Regions from separate parts of the Mus musculus genome. Here regions 1 and 3 are each linked to region 2. Evidence: chromatin contacts called from public HiChIP or PLAC-seq and promoter capture Hi-C data. All regions are on one chromosome and are shown on one strand. Each heading gives the region's core, a stretch centred on a gene start, on an enhancer-like site or on the middle of the called end of the contact. The rest is flanking DNA. Distances are from core to core; before and after follow the strand shown.

What was found. Promoter capture Hi-C pulls out the DNA fragments that hold promoters and counts their contacts. HiChIP or PLAC-seq counts read pairs in DNA pulled down with a chosen protein or histone mark.
Region 1: an H3K4me3 HiChIP or PLAC-seq map of bone marrow-derived macrophages shows a contact between it and region 2, with 7 times the contacts expected there. The contact joins the enhancer-like site here to the promoter of Igf1 in region 2. A contact is called at or near these places in 10 of 39 promoter capture datasets (the 3T3-L1 cell line, 3T3-L1-derived adipocytes, cancer-associated fibroblasts and 6 more), 1 of 15 datasets of contacts at CTCF or cohesin (the NIH/3T3 cell line), 33 of 484 Hi-C or Micro-C datasets (the AML12 cell line, the BV-2 cell line, the C2C12 cell line and 17 more), 15 of 115 datasets of contacts at active chromatin or transcription factors (VIP interneurons, bone marrow-derived dendritic cells, bone marrow-derived macrophages and 6 more) and 6 of 9 other capture datasets (adipose tissue, bone marrow-derived macrophages, embryonic stem cells and 3 more).
Region 3: a promoter capture Hi-C map of liver shows a contact between it and region 2. The contact joins the enhancer-like site here to the promoter of Igf1 in region 2. A contact is called at or near these places in 11 of 39 promoter capture datasets (the 3T3-L1 cell line, 3T3-L1-derived adipocytes, cranial neural crest and 6 more), 12 of 484 Hi-C or Micro-C datasets (Sertoli cells, beige adipocytes, bone marrow-derived macrophages and 4 more), 3 of 115 datasets of contacts at active chromatin or transcription factors (VIP interneurons and liver) and 4 of 9 other capture datasets (adipose tissue, embryonic tail, liver and 1 more).

What each region holds. Positions count from the first base shown.
Region 1 is chr10:87,689,691-87,692,676 of GRCm38.p6, reverse strand. No RefSeq gene overlaps it. Among named protein-coding and RNA genes, the nearest start is that of Gm30073, 110 kb to the left of the region's middle. Within about 2 kb of position 1,631, at least 4 of the 459 cell types and tissues checked have an H3K27ac peak or open chromatin away from gene starts, as enhancers often do. A contact at or near this core is called in adipose tissue and bone marrow-derived macrophages, where this site is marked.
Region 2 is chr10:87,857,650-87,860,494 of GRCm38.p6, reverse strand. It overlaps Igf1 (insulin-like growth factor 1), which reads right to left and starts at 1,443. Exons shown (of 4, transcript NM_001111275.2): 1 at 1,083-1,443. The coding sequence starts at 1,145. The region is part of intron 1 of Igf1os (a long non-coding RNA gene); the gene reads left to right.
Region 3 is chr10:87,709,864-87,712,715 of GRCm38.p6, reverse strand. No RefSeq gene overlaps it. Among named protein-coding and RNA genes, the nearest start is that of Gm30073, 87 kb to the left of the region's middle. Within about 2 kb of position 1,360, at least 15 of the 459 cell types and tissues checked have an H3K27ac peak or open chromatin away from gene starts, as enhancers often do. A contact at or near this core is called in Sertoli cells, adipose tissue and liver, where this site is marked.

The DNA of each region.
Region 1 (2,986 bases), core at 382-2,881, 170 kb after region 2:
CCATGAGTTTGTTATGTGATTTTACGAGGAGCTAATAGAAGGTTCCTGAAACAAGTAGACATTTTGGCAAAGGCACAAAGGAGATGTAACCTGCAAAGCAGCTCTGTAGCCTCCTTGGGGGAAGGGTTCTCCCTCGCAGCATCAGCTATTCTGTAGGAAGATCAAGCACCTGGATGAGAGCATCGGTGCCCATGTTTATATACCTCACAACAGAAAGGTTTGTGATGCTCATGTGAGTGTAGACAATCTGAGCACTGCCTTCCTTCCTTTCTTTCAAAACTCCGAGTTAGTCAAGTCTCTTGGTATTGCTTAGTGTACTTTTATGATATTTATTTAGGTATTTGTTTTAATTTATATGTGTGGGCAGACATTATAACTAAATGAATTTTAGATAGAAAGTTGGAAAAACAATTGAATGTAGAAGATGTTCTAAGAACAGATTTTTTTCCAGTGAGAAAACAATATAAACACAACCCCTGCTTGAGACCTACAAGCGCTCTCTCTCCTCAGTATTCTTTTGTCATTGGAATATGTGGACTTATTTCACATCATGTGCCCCAATCCCACTCATCCATCTCCCTGTCCCTTTGTACCCACCTTTACCCTTGCAACCTCCCCCCAAAAGAAAAAAAAATCTTGTGAAATCTGTGCTGTGTCACACAGTGTGTCCTAAAGTATACCCTTTGGTCCACACCTCTTTGCTAGCAAATATTCATCACAATGAGCCATTGGTTTGGTTTGAGGCCTCTGGCTTCTACTACACTATCAATACTGGATAATACTGGATCTGTGATTCCTCTTCCATATCCCATTGTTGCCTTGTGTCATGGAGATCCTGCATCTTTGGATCTGTAGGACCAGACCCTCCATGCACTCAAGCAGTTCATAAATGAGGTAGATGTTTAGGGTGGGCCAACTCAAAGCCCCGAATCTGGGCCTGAATGGTAGCTAAGCTGATCAGCCAGCCAGTTCTATACCCATACCACTAGGGTGAGATCTCCAGCAATGACTTGGCTAGCTCAACCAATGATGATAGCAAGGGGCAGAGGGGCTTTCCTGCTGTCATGCCCTCAGGATGGCTCATTGGTGCCCACACCTGCAGGGTCAGCTCTGTTGTACTGATCATGCCAGGTATATGGCTCTTATGTCGCATCAGGCAAGGGGCTGGGCAGGCTCTTGGGGACAGAGGCAGCTCTCAGAACCTGCCATAGATGGTGAGGGGTATGGCAGAGGTAGCTCACCTCTCCCTCACATATGGATGGATGTGCTTTTTATTGTCCTTTCTTTGAGGGTAGATGCAAGTGCCATGGTGACTTCTTGAGCGAGGAAGCAATACAGGTAAACTTGGAATAGATACTGGGAGAAGTTCAAACTACTCCAGCAGGCTCTCTCCAGCCCCCAGTTCAATAGTTACTCCTGTCACTCATTTACACAGTCATTCATGATAGTTACAATGTTTCAGCTTATTCTTGTATCTGATTAGTTTTTCAGATTGCTTCTAGATGTTTGCTATTGCAGATGAATCTTGAGTAGGCTACCATTTTCTAAAAGAATTGTGGGACTGTGTCTATTATTTGACTTGTGTTGGATTTGTCAAGTTCCTTTTAGAGTTTTTTAGCTGCCATGGTTTGCATATGACTTCAGTGTCCCCTAGTGGAGGGAGGCTTGGTGCCCAGGGCACCATCAATGGGAGATGAGGGAGCTCTGAAGATGTGGTAAGTAATAGGAGGTCATTGGATCCCTGGAGATATGTTCACAAAAAGAACTTAAGTGATTTCCTATGAGTCCTTGGCCATTTTTATAAGAAGATGGTTATTAAAAGGAACATGTCTTTCTTTCTCTGCCCTCTTTCTCCCTGATCTCTCCTTCTCTCTCCTTCCTGGATAAGATTGTGACTGCCTTACTCTAATGTATAACTCTTGCCATTACCATCCCACAATTCACAATTTGTTACGGGGGCTCATCAAAACTTACCTAAGGCAGGCTCCACACCCTTGAACCTAGAAAACTGTGGAGAAAATAAACTATGTTCTTCAGCAGTAGTCTGGGTCAAGTATTTCACTGAAGTGACTATGTCTGACCAATATACTCGATATTAGTTTCTTTATCTGAAAAGGAGAAGTAGGAAAGATGGAAAAGCACTAGCCCTACGTTAGAGGACTTTCCTGAGGTGGCTCTGATTCGGCTACATGTTAGCTCTTAGTTTTGTGATCCTGGGGAAATGGCCCCTCTTATCTACTCTTTTGTTATCTTTAAAACAATGAAGCATGGAACCATTTATGAAGCTAATACGTTTGAAAGTATTAAAGAGAAAAATGTAAGCTAGCAAAGAAAAGTTTCCTATTTCCAGAAGAAAACCTTCAGGAAGACTTGGGGAATACTTCTATGAGGAATTCAAAAGGTGCTTAATCAAAATAATATAATTCATATATAGTATATAATATGTAGATATATTATAAAACTTTAAACTCAGGCATAACTTATATCTAATCATTCCATTCTTGAAAATTGTTCTTAAGAAAACAACATGTCCCTTAAAATACCTGAATAGCAGCAATTATAATCAGAATGCCTAACTAATGATTAAGTTACCACTTTTAAATTATTATAAGATTATTAAAATAATGTTGAATCACCTGCGGCTAGATGGGCCATAGGCCCTATGAGAGCACGTGCGACCGTTATTCTGCTACAGGGACAGAATATCAAACCAATTCCCAATGACTCCCTGTTATACACAGAGGTTAGAACGTTACACTCCTTATTAGAGAAGCTTCCGTTTGTGACACAGAGATCAAAAAGTGGACAGGGTACAAAGAGTAAGAGATTATGGAGTGCTCAGACCTAAATGGGACATCTATGTCACAGTTACATCCCATCCTCCTAAGGCTTAAGGGTCATTTTGGAAAAGGGGGCCAAAAGAATGTAGAGTCATCAGTAGGAGAACAATTGTTTCAGATACACAGAGCAACTGCACATATGAGTA
Region 2 (2,845 bases), core at 194-2,693:
CGGCAACTGCCTCCAAGGAGCCGGTGACAGCGGCTTAGAAGTGCTTGCAAATTGAAAAAACACAAGTCTGGAAGGATATAATTTTGCTGAGAATGGAAACTTGAAGTAGGGCCAGTGATCAAAAGGAGAAGGCAGAACATAGACAGCGGCAGGGGCAAACGGCAGCAGCAGCAGCAGCAGCAGCAGCAGCAGCAGCAGCAGCAGCGGCAGGGGCGAGCGACAGAGCCAGAGGCAAGTGACAGAGGCAGCACAGCAGCAGCAGGGGCAAGCAGCAGCCGATTCACCTAAAGAGGCTTTGCCTTGCCGCGCCGCGCGGTGAGTCTAAGAGCAGAGCCTTAAACCAAAATTCAAACCCCAGCTCAGTCACGAAAGTCCCCTTCCAAAGAGAAAAGTTGGACAAGCAGCCGCCAGTAAGCTCCTGCTTTCTGAGCACAGCCTGTATCTGTTTAAAATTTCTGAATATGCAAAGACAGCAAGTTGTCTAAGAGCTTTTACAGAAAAGCAAATTAAACTTCCCCTAACTTTGACTTTCTGGGCAGAAGTGCAAAGAATTCCCGATTCTTGGCTCCAAAAAAAAAGAAAGAAAAAAGCATTTTTTAAAAGCCTTCCTATCATCTAAAATGTAACTTTTAATCTGTGACATGCCTCGTAAATAAAGTCCTGACAAATCACACACATACATAGACACAGACACAAGAACATGCTCTGAAAAAGCCAACGCCTGCACCTGTGAGAGAGAAGCACTCCCGAGTTTATAGTCATCTTTCTCGCCCCGAGCCATAGGCTAGATTTAAAGGAGTCTCTTAAAACGGCAGTGTGGAAGCCCTGTGGAAGCGGAGGCTTTAGCAGAAGTACCTTGCAATAGTTTCTACCCGTACAGATACCTCTGCAAATGCATTCATCCCCCGGAGCTCCTTTTACAGCTCGCACAGAACTGCACATTCAGCAATTTGTAAATAACCCCCAGTTCTGAAACAATGCAAATTCTAAAGCAAATAAAGACTCTAGGCAGAAGAAAACAGTACACAGTTTAAATACAATTCTCCAACGAGTTAAAAAAAAAAAAAGTAAGAGATATTTACCTTCAAGAAGTCACAGAGGCAGATCTTAAATAATTGAGTTGGAAGGCTGCTGATTTTCCCCATCGCTTCTGAAGTACAAAGTCTGGAAATGAATTGGTGGGCAGGGATAATGAGGCGAAAAAGAAATCCAGAGAGATGGGAGATGTTAGAGCAATGTCACATTTCAATTTTGAGGACTTTATTCCATTGCGCAGGCTCTATCTGCTCTGAATTTAGCAGTGACAGTGAGATTTAGCAAGCAGAAGAGGGATTTAGAGAAAATCCTCACATTTATCTACAAAACACAGACACTGTAGACAGGAAACAGCTGGGGGAACATTCGCCTTCTCTCTCTCTCCCTCTTCTGGCAAAGTTATCGAGTAAGGACTTTTTTGGGCACCGTGACAAATAACATCATACCTTCGCTCTTAAAAACTGGAGCACAGAGACTCACCCCCCCCCCCCCTAAAAGAATGTGTGTCTCTGACAGGGTTAGCAGACATTAAATACTGAGGCTGCCATAGAAAAATAGGCTCTGTTCTCTGATTAACTTTCCACAGGGTTTGAAGGTACACTTGTGTGCTAATACACCTCACCAGGATTAGAGGATCTAAGTGGGACACGGGGGCAACTTTATATTTTAGGGCAAATGCAAAATTTGAAGGAAAAAAAAAACAAAAAAAGGAAGAAGAGACTATCTCCAGGAAGCACAATGCTGTTAACCCTGAAATGACCAGGGTAAACTAGATCGAAAGGCAGCTCTCAGGGGAAGGGGAGGTGGAGGGGATAGAGTGACCCTTGTCCTAGTTGCCAGGCAAGGGGAATGATCTCATTTCCTAAAACCTATAGATGGCCAGGCAGCAGTGGGCTGGCTCCTGTCAGGACACTGTGTCATGCTTTGTGCAGAGAATCAGGCTATGCTGAGATCTGGGATGGATTGAAAAATAAAATGATCCTAGTTTTCAACAAAGCTGGATGCCTGTCACCTCCTTGACCCCAAGGAAGCAGTATGGGAGGCACACACTGTTTCCCGTTGGCTGTATTGTTCTCTATAAATGAGTGTGTGTGTGTGTGTGTGAGACACAGTTGTGTGTATGTGTGCATGCATGCATATGTGTGTGTGTGTAAGTGTGTGTGTCTGTCTGTGTCTGTGTCTGAGTGTGTATTCCAAATAATACCAGCTGGCTAGCAATACTCTCTCCAGGGTTATGATGTCATTCAAATCCCTCAACTGGGTAAGTGGCTGGCAGCATGGTTCAAGCCGGCTGCTTCTGCTATTTATAATGTATAAACTCGCCTTTGCCACAGGGAATGGAGTTCTGATCTTCTGTTGATACGGTTTGTACCTATTTCTCAGTGGTCTTTCAGAGGCAGTAGATAAGAAAGTGAATTATGAAAGAAGGTTACAAAAGCCCAGATTAGACGCTGCATGCTTTCCACGGATATCTCTCCAGGTGTGCTTTCCCAGGGGAGATGGAAATGAGCCAGACTTGCCTCAGTCTCTTACTCTCTCGGACTCTCAGGGGGATTTGAAGGTACTGACACATCGGTGGAGACAGAGGCCAGTTGGAAACTCTACACTGCCTCTTTACGCTGCCCCATGGATAGAAACCTGCTTGGGGATGTGGTGATTGTCCTCAAATGAAACCAGTTTGGTTTTGCAAGGGGCTTGGGCTCTTTCCAACCCTCTGTGTGGTCAATACTTCACAGCAGTGTTTACCTTTCAGACAGGAACATTAGAAACCTGGTGTGAGACTGTTCCAGTGGTGGGTGATGCTAGGTAT
Region 3 (2,852 bases), core at 111-2,610, 150 kb after region 2:
CCACTGAGGAAAAAACACATTAAAAAATAATATTCCAAAGAATTGTTCATTGAATGCCAGAAAAATTCCTCCTCCTAGCACCAAATGTCCCCTTCCCATGGAGCTTAAGTACTGTTGTCTGTCTTAGAGAAAATAAGCATCAGGGTTACCAAGGGCTATTAGAGAACACCTGGAGTGAGGTGCTTCGCAAATCTTCTGAATTCAGGACGAGAGGGGGCATTCATTCATTGCCTAATTGTTCTGGCTGTATCCTTTAGCTATTTCAGTATATTCAACTATTCAACAAATATTATCAAAGCACCTGTACCAAGCATCGACACAAAACTCCACGTTATGATATGATGACATTTACATTCTAGCAACATAAACACAATAAAATGAATGCGTATAAAACTATTGCTAATGATGAAAGAGACCCAAAGCAATGAACAAGGCTCTGTAGAAGTGAGTAACTGACCCTCCCACTTCTTCCTGCCAAACCCATGGCACACCTTTTTACATTCTGGTTAAGAACAAAGTTGAAGCCTACCTGCTGTCCGTCCTAAACCTGAGCTTCCAAACAAGGACACTAATGTCCCCAAATAGAACATAACTGTGTCATGTCTGCTTAGTTACAGTATCAAAGAGTTGGAAAACAGCCCAGAGATCTGTTTTGCTTCAATCTTTGTTTTGTACTGACCCACACTGGGGAGGTAACCTGCTACAATCTCCCAGCGTGTCACCAGTGGCAAAGCTCTGGCAGGAACCCAAGTCTCATGACATCAGTCAGGACCTTTGCCTGCTGTCTTTAGTGGACACTAATATATTTGTCTTATCTTACTCAACCGTATCTCAGCTGACTTACTCTGCTTTTGTAACTTGAAGATCCTAGACAGGGAGAAAAGTAAAGATGCAAAGGTCAGGAGTTAAGTAATTTGGGGTGGGGGGGGACTTAGCCATGAGTATCAACAAACAGTAGATTGTAGGTGCTTAAACAGGGGAAAACATACCAGAAACCAGCAACTGAACCAGCCTTGAGGACTTTCATTAACTGTGTCAGGATTTGTAGAGTGTGGGCAACTCATCTTCTTATAATGCCTCAGGGGTGGAAATTTGGAAGAGAAGAGGGGAGGGAAACAGATTCAGCAAGAAGGTCTTTGATATTTGTTAATTCTCTTGCATCGGCTACCTACCTAATGGGAATGCCGAGAAAGAACCTGCCTGTGCCAAACTGATGATGTTATTTTTTGCATCTGATATCACCTTGCCAAAGGAAGTTCAGCTATAAACAGGTTTTTAGGCTGACAATCCAAGTCTCCTCACAGGATTGACTCAGCGGATATTCTGTCCAAGGTACATAGAGCAAGTTTGCTAAGTCTGGGTCATTCTGATAAATTCTTGAAAACAGGGACCCCAGACAGCAAGGAGAGAACATCAAAGACCTCCTAGGGCTGGAACCCAGAGTTGGCTAATGGCCTGTGTCCTCACTTCACTTCGGGCTTTGGCTTGTGGTGGGAGGAGGCTCATAGGCAAACCTCCTCCTTTGCCTTGCGTGGGGCCATCTGCTCAGCTGCAGTGCCCTGAAGAATCCTCTGTGTTGCTAGCTTCGAAAACCTCAGTAGATCATCTAGCCCAGGGGGTAAGCATGTGGAGCAAGATGAATATTGTCATTAAGAAGCTAACACTCCTGCGTGCGCAAGAAGGAATGGCAGAGAACAGGATGCAGGAGTGATTCTTGGAAGACCCTGGGGGGGGTGGGGGGGGTGGACAGAAAGTAATTCCCAGACTCAGATGGGAATAATCAACAAGGAACCAAATCATCCTCAAACTTACACATTAGAATTACCTACAGAGCTAAAATCGCTCGTTATAGGGTAGCATCCAAGCCTTTTCTAGCACAAGTAGGACTCCAGAAAATTCCATCATAGTGCTAATGTTGACAGTCAAGAAGCCACACTTAGGACATATTAGCAATGGAGGCATTCATGACAAGTTAACTCATTCTTCAGTCCTCAGGGAGGGAGTTGGTGAGTGAGTCCCATATTTGGACGCCATGTCTTTGATTTCCATTAAGTGTCTCCTGTTCACTACTGCTCCTTCATCCTGTCATTCAGACCATTGCAGGGACCAGAGAGTAGTTGCAGTGGTTAAGAGCACTCCCTGTTCATCCAAAGAACTACGGATTGGTTCCCAGCACTCAGGTCAGCGAGCTCACAACTCAGCTAGCTCACAACTATCTGTAGCTCCAGCTCCAGGAAACCCCCTGCTCTGTTCTGACCTTTGACACCAACACTCATATGGTATACTCTCACACGGACACGGATGTATACACATACAAATAAACAAATATTTAAATAAAGGAACATTGCAGGATGTCAATCATCTGTTACTCTTTTTTTTTTCCTAGTTGAATACACTTTTATTTTGTATTCAGGAGCTATGGACTGTATGGCTTTGAGTTGTTGGGAATCAAGTCCTGACCTCACCATGATTAGTATAGTAATAAATGCTCATGGACTTTTTAAAGCACCACCTGTCAATAAAGAGCTGAATGGCCTATAGCAAAGCAGGAAAAATAGGTGGGATATCTAGCAGAAAGAGAGGGAGGGAGAGAGAGAGAGAGAAAGAGAGAGAGAGAGAGAGAGAGAGAGAGAGAGAGAGAGAGAGAGACAGACTCTGGAAGGAGTCAGACGTGGAAAAAGTCACCACTGAAACAGGAAGTCTGGAGAATAAATCTAGCTTAATGCCTAGGCATTAACTAATTAATAAAAGTCTCTGTATCATTTGGGAACTGGGGCAGACATAGGAAAGACCAAATGGTTTCAGGTTAGTTTAGTGATGCTGGACAAATCTCCTTAGCTCTCTCCTATGCT